Linked DNA regions of Rattus norvegicus: region 1 is linked to region 2. A link is a contact called in public Hi-C data. All regions are on one chromosome and are shown on one strand. The core of a region is the stretch at or near the end of the contact, and the rest is flanking DNA. Distances in the headings are between cores, read along the strand shown. Region 1 has its middle 21 kb from the start of N4bp2. Region 2 has its middle 42 kb from the start of Chrna9.

Region 1 (3,119 bases), core at 47-2,546, 190 kb before region 2:
GAGACACTTTTGTACTCTGCTCTTTTCATGTCAGGACAGAACAAATTAAACAGGAAAGTCAGAGTCCAGCCGGAAAAACATGGAGCGGGCTTAGGGGACGGGCTAATAATCCAGGATCGTTAACAGGGAAGGGAACACTGTTGCTTTTTCTTGGCACCTGAAACTCCAGCTCCACACTGGCAAAGGCCGCAGCTCTTTTGGGCTCAGGCCAGCGGGTTCCGACCGCACGTTGGCGGCGCGGGCTGGGTCCCGGCAGCCTCCGTCCGGGTTGCTGGGGCCGCGGGGCCCTTTGTTCCCGCGGGGCGCCGCCGCCCGTCCGCCCCGAGTGAGCGGCCCCCGTGGGGGACAGCGCGGGGCCCATCGCCTCGCCCCTCGGACCTCGCAGCTGCAGACCCGCCCGCCCCAGCTCCTAGTTCCTCCCTCGCTGCCCCGGGCCAGAACGACCTTGTTTTGCTTTTCGGGCTCGGGAGAGAGGTGAGGGCTTGACCCGGCCGCGGCTCACCGGGTCGCTTACACGGGGAGCAGTAGCGGGCCCCGCCGTCACCGAGAAAGGACCCGCGCCTGCCTTTCCCCGAGACCCTCGGGGGCGAGCGACGGGCCGCAAGCTTCCGGGAGAGCCTCGGGGGCCGCGGGTCCCAGGCTGCGCCTCCCGCCAGGCCCGGGACTCACTTCTCTTAACGGAGCCGGCGAGACGCCAGCACCGGTGGGCTCGGGTCTCCGGGCTGGCGCCGTGGCGCGGGCCGACGCATCCTGGAGGGCCCGGGGTGGGGGTGCGGAGCGGCAGAGGTCGCGGCCCCGGGGCGGGGGCGGAGATCCACCTGGCTACGTGGCAGCCATTGCGGCGGCCGCGAGACCCCTCCCCACGCGGCCGCCCACCCGCCCTCTCGCGGCGGGCTCCTGCGCGGCTGCTCTTCCCCGGTCGGACGGAGAGCGGCAGTGTGTCCTCGCTCCGCACGCTCGCTGCGTCTCTCCCCGCGGACACAGCTGCTTGCCAGCCCCGCGCCGTGCCGCGCCAGAGAGCGTAGTGGCGGCGGCGGGAAAGGGTTGCGGACCCGCGGCGCTCACTCGACGACACGGCCCGGGCCTCGACGCCCCGGTCCCGCAGCAGGTAAAGGCGGAGGGAGGAGAGGCAGGCGACGGGACCCGGGGAGAAGGGGGCCGGCGAGGAAAAGAGCGGGGGCGGGGGGATCCTGGGAGCGCAGAGTCCCAGAGGAGGAGGGCCCGAGGCGGGCGGCGAGAGACGCGGCAACCCGGGCAGGCGCGGGCCGGGCGCTGGGCGGAAGGGGAGTGAGGCGTCGCGGGAGGCGGGCCCTGGCGCGGGGCCCGAGGCCGAGCGAAGGCGGGCGCCGCGGCAGCTTCCCCGGCCTTCAGCGCCTGGCGGGCCTCCAGGCCCCGACACACCCCTCCCGCCCCCGGACTCTCCGGGTGCCTTCCCGCCCCGACATGACCTCGCGCCCCTGTGAGTGCCCCGCCGTTTCCCAGGCCGAGCCTTGTGGGAACTTGGGCCGCCTGCCCGGGCTCGTAGTGCTAGTAGAGCTGTTTATTTACTCACTTCCAAACCATACGCACGTTCGCACGCTCACTCGGCCCGGCCAGGCTTGCTTCCCTCCGGGGGTGTGCGCCTGCGACCCTCGCCCTTTCCGATCCGTAACTTTCCCTCTCGCTCTCCGAAAACCGGGCTTCGAGAGAGTGAGTCAGACCGAGGGCAGAGTTTACCCCTCTTGCGCTTTTGGTTACAACACTTTCTTTATTCCCACCAAAAGAGAGCGGGAAGACTTTTTTTTTTAAGTCGATGCCAGGTTGGAGGCAGGTCCCGCTGGCTTTAAAGTGAATTTACTACTCCGGCAAGTGAATTTAGGAGTAGGAGGGGATATTGCTGCACGGACAGGTTTGTACACAATCTGGCCATGCAGTGGTTGTAATGTCTCCATAGCACAGCACAGGTCTGACTTGAGAAGGATTGGCTGTTTTTTCTACTCGGTATCTCCGAGCCAATCAGGAAGCGCGGCTTGCCTGGAGACTGGTTAACTCAGAAAAGGTGGGGATTGGTTGAGCCCGGAGGGGGGGAAAAATCCTGGAAATAACCTGGTCTTTTAGAAAACAATGACTGATTTGCAGCTGCCTCTGAGCTCCCAGTTTATTTCTTTTAATACATTACCCATTGATAGCAAGATTCTCCTTTTCATTCCTTAAAAAAAAGAATCACTTCCACTGTTGACTTTCAAATTAGCTCTCAGATGCAACTCATTTGAACTCCTATGGTTCAGTTTTTCACAAATAATTTTTACGTTTTTTTTTTTTTAAAAAGAAGCATTAACATGCGTATTTGTGTGTGTTAAATGTGTTTCAGTTTTCTTTCAGCCGATTTTTTTTTTTTTGTTAAAGGTCAGTCAATTTTTCAGTTACTATGCCAACGTATGATTTAAATGTTCTGCGGAGATGGGAGGGGGTACAGTGGTGGAGAGAGATGTTGGGGAAGAATTAGAAAGAAATGGCTGCTGCTCTTCTGCAGAGAGACAATATAGTTAACGAGGAAAAAACAAACAACAGCAACAGCAGCAGCAGCAACAAAAAGCTCAACCTGGAAAGCAGTAACAAACCTCCCTCCCCTGCAGATCATTGTACTGTACTCAGAGCTTCCTGTTCACCTGTTGGCTTTAGTCTCTGTGAAGGGGACACAGTGACAATATTGAACTTAATAGGAAAACTGGCTTAAGTCATGGTAAAGGCATTTATCTTATATGCTAACTCCTTTCAACATAGGTGTGTTTAAAATTTTTTTCTTTTAAGACTTAATGATTTAATACAGTTTACCCGTGCCTTTTGATATACAAAGGAAACTTTATTTTATTTTGAGTTATGATCTTCTTGGTTGATCTCAATTCAAACATCCACCTGCCTCTGCTTCTCAAGTGCTTTAAAGGTTTGGTCACTATACCCAACAGAACAATGTATTAATCAGCTTGAATTTTAGAAACTAAGTGCCGGCCTTCCCTTCAGCTTTTCATACACAGAATCGTGTAAATGTGAGGCAGAGCCAACTGTTAGGCTGCGTGATGAGTCCAACACATAGCTGCTCCCTTTGGGGTAGTTTTTGTAGGTGTTGAGATTGAAGTTCT
Region 2 (3,413 bases), core at 470-2,969:
GAACTCGCTCCCACAAGCTGTCCTCTGACTTTCACACCTGTGCCATGACACGCACAGGTGTCCCCCCACTGCATGCGCAATAGATAAGCAAATGCAGGAGGCATCTTACTCTTCCGTGTAAATGGCATGCGGAGATCCACTGGGGAGGTTGGATACACAGCTCAGCCGTAGAGCACCGACTTGCCTGCTGAGCTTGAGGTTGTGTCCCCAGCGCTCCTCCCCACCACCGCATAGAGTGGGAATTACTTTAATATTGTTCAATGGCTATACCACGTTCAGGATGTGAGAACCTCTTTTGTTTCTTGATAGTCAGTCACGGAAGCACAGGCCTGTACTCCCAGTACCCAGGAAGCAGGGACAAGAGGGTGGAGAGTTCAAGACCATCCTGGCAACATAGCAAAAGTATCTCAAAAAACATTTTGTCTTAAAATGGCCATGACAGCACTTTGAATGGTAATAATTGAAAATAACCAAAATAGGTAAACAAACAAGCAAATAGGCTTGCTTATGATGTGGAGGTGGAAGAATTTGTCAGATAGGTAAATTCACTATTAATCTTAATGTAAATGCCAGAATTATTCTTAACAATGTTCAAAATTTGGAGGAAGAAAATATTTCCCAACCGGAGAGAGGGCGCAGAGCTGCTGGATAAAGGTGGAAGGAGAAGGGGTTGGGTATTTAGCTCAGTGGTAGAGCGCTTGCCTAGCAAGCGCAAGGCCCTGGGTTCGGTCCCCAGCTCTGGAAAAAAAAAAAAAAAAACAAACAAAATAAATAAAGGTGGAAGGAGAGGCGTGACTAGACAGACTGTCTCACCGTCAAACATCAGCTACACTACGTTCACTCTCTCCCTCCCTCCACCATGCCCAGAATAATACTTATTTAAAAGAAAATACGCTCCCCAAAGGGCTGGAGAGATGGCTCAGCAGTTCAGAGCACTGGCTGCTTTTGCAGAATATTGGGGTTTGGTTTTCAGCACCCACATGATGGCTCACATCTGTGTATAACTCAGGGGGCCTAACATCCTCTTTTGTCCTCTGAGGCACCAGGAGCACATATGGTTCACATACATGTACGCAGGCAAACCACAAAAAAAAACAAGAAAAGTAAAAATACAGAGAAAATATCCCCAAGAGACAACAATGTTTGTCTCTGATAATGAGGTTATAGGAGGTTTTTCCCCCCCGTGGAATAGACATGTATCATTTTGTGATGTGAAAGAGAAAGGAGGAGAAAAAAAAAAGTAAAACACGGAGGAAACCCTGCCATGCTTGGCCGGCCTGAGTCACGAGCTGAATTCTCATGTTTAAATTAGTTTCAGAAACAAGGAGTGGTTTCTAGGCAACGGGCTTGGGAAATCACGGTCATTGCCATTGTTGCTACAGCCTGCGTGCGTGTCTGCAAGAAACTGCAAGGGATGACTGCTGTGCAAGCAGACTCCCGCTAAGGAGAAACAAGCTTTGACGCCCAGTTTTGGTCATGGGGACTCGAGTTACTGTGACCCTAGAGGCAAACAAGAGCCAAAGGGTTTTTTGTTTTTTTGTTTTTTTTTTTTTAATTTATTACTAATGAATGGCTGAGTTAATAAGGATTGCCGTAGGCGAGATATCTGACAGAACGCTAAGAGATTTCAGAATTGCGGGAAACTGATGGGGGATGGGGGAGAAGGGAGTCAAAGCCAACGCCCCCGTGCACACCACAATGGCTTTGCTGTGAACTCAGGCCGTCAGGGGCTGTGCAAGACAGATTGCATCTTAAGACGTGAAAAGATTGCATCACAGTCTCAGGAGTCATTTACTGTCATTTCAGGCAATCGGGCAGCCAGAGGGCTTTTAATCAAGAGGAGAGAAACACTGAAAACTGGAGCCAGGGAAAAGAAAGCTAACTCTGGAGGGGGGCAGAACCAAGAGCATCTCCAGGGACCCAGTGTTCCTCCCCAAGTGCCTGCTGAAGGCGTTACTCAGCTCCGGAAGTGTATTTTGTCGTCCTTGATTATGTTTTCAGCAAGAAAAGGCGATTTTCTGGGGGGAAAAAAGTGTCGGAGCTCGGCTCTCTTACAGCTATTGTTTTGCGGCAGAATCTCACATGGTCCAGGATAGCCTGGAACTCTCTATGTAGCCGGGAGGCGGGGTGGTGGTGTTGACCTTGGCTCACTGTATTGCTTCCTTTCCCACCCATAATTCATATTCTTTCTCTTTCTCTCACTGTGTGATGCCATCCGCCATGTTATGACACAACAGGAGGTTCTCATGAGATGCAGCTGCTTAAGATTCTGGACCTGTGAGATATGTAAACCTCTTTTCTTTATAACTTATCCAGCCCTAAGTATTTTGTTATGGCAAATCAGACAAACAGAAGGACTAGTATTTACTGCCTTTCCTTACGAGGTAATTCTCTTTTGTTGTTGTTTTGGTCAGTGATGTGGATCAAGCCAGGGCCTTCCATATGCTGGGTGAATATTGTATCACTGAGCTACATCTCCATGCCCCACGGACTTGAGTGACAAACGCAGGCTGCTACAGTTTGGCCTGAGTGTCCCTCAAAGGTTTATGTTGGACGCTTGGCTCCCTAATGGGTCAGATAGAACATTTAAGAGTAGTGTCGCAGGGGTTGGGGATTTAGCTCAGTGGTAGAGCGCTTGCCTAGGAAGCGCAAGGCCCTGGGTTCGATCCCCAGCTCCGAAAAAAAAAAGAACCAAAAAAAAAAAAAAAAAAAGAGTAGCATCGTGGGCCAGGGGAGTCAGTGGTTTATTAGGGGTGACTCACTTGGAGGAGATTAAAGTCACTTTTAAGGTACCCGTCAGTGGTTTGTGGTAAAAGTCTGGACCTGACTCCTAAGTCTCTCTCTGGCTTCTTGTCTGGAGGTATATTTGCCTCTGTCATAAGGTCTCTCTCTCTCTAGAACCCAACAGATCCTCACACAAAACCTTGAATCTCTAGAAAGGGAGACCCGTGATCTCTGCCTCCAGTAACATCTCAGCCTGGGGCTCCATGGAACCTACCCCCCCTTTTCTTAACATCTCATCTGGAAGATAAGTCAACCCCCTCCCCCTGTGGTGTATTCTCTTGACAATATTTATGTAACCCATTTACTATTACGCAGCCTACAAGCGTCTCTTTTTTCCCAGACAGCCCACAAGCACATTGATAAGGCAAGGATTCTCTTAGGGGCTCTGTGCTCCGCTTTCAATAAAGGTGTTCAGTACAGATCGAGTAGCAGAGTTTTGTTTTTGTTTCTGTAGACAGTCTCTTAACCAAGTAGCCCAGGCTGGTCTAGAACTCACAAACCCCCTGCCTTGGCCTCTCAAATACTGGGATTACAGGCCTCTGCCACTAAGTCTGGTTTAGCCTCAGAATTCTTACTTCCTAGTGTCTGTTCATACTGTAAACATCTCAAACCGTCTTTCCTGTGTCAAA

What was found. Hi-C and Micro-C count contacts between places; a contact is called where the count stands out from the background.
Region 1: a Hi-C map of Schwann cells shows a contact between it and region 2, with 1.8 times the contacts expected there. The contact joins two enhancer-like sites. A contact is called at or near these places in 2 of 12 Hi-C or Micro-C datasets (Schwann cells and frontal cortex) and 1 of 1 datasets of contacts at active chromatin or transcription factors (oligodendrocytes).

What each region holds. Positions count from the first base shown.
Region 1 is chr14:42,830,783-42,833,901 of GRCr8, reverse strand. No RefSeq gene overlaps it. Among named protein-coding and RNA genes, the nearest start is that of N4bp2, 21 kb to the right of the region's middle. Within about 2 kb of position 1,296, at least 89 of the 93 cell types and tissues checked have an H3K27ac peak or open chromatin away from gene starts, as enhancers often do. A contact at or near this core is called in Schwann cells, where this site is marked.
Region 2 is chr14:42,636,362-42,639,774 of GRCr8, reverse strand. No RefSeq gene overlaps it. Among named protein-coding and RNA genes, the nearest start is that of Chrna9, 42 kb to the right of the region's middle. Within about 2 kb of position 1,719, at least 35 of the 93 cell types and tissues checked have an H3K27ac peak or open chromatin away from gene starts, as enhancers often do. A contact at or near this core is called in Schwann cells, where this site is marked.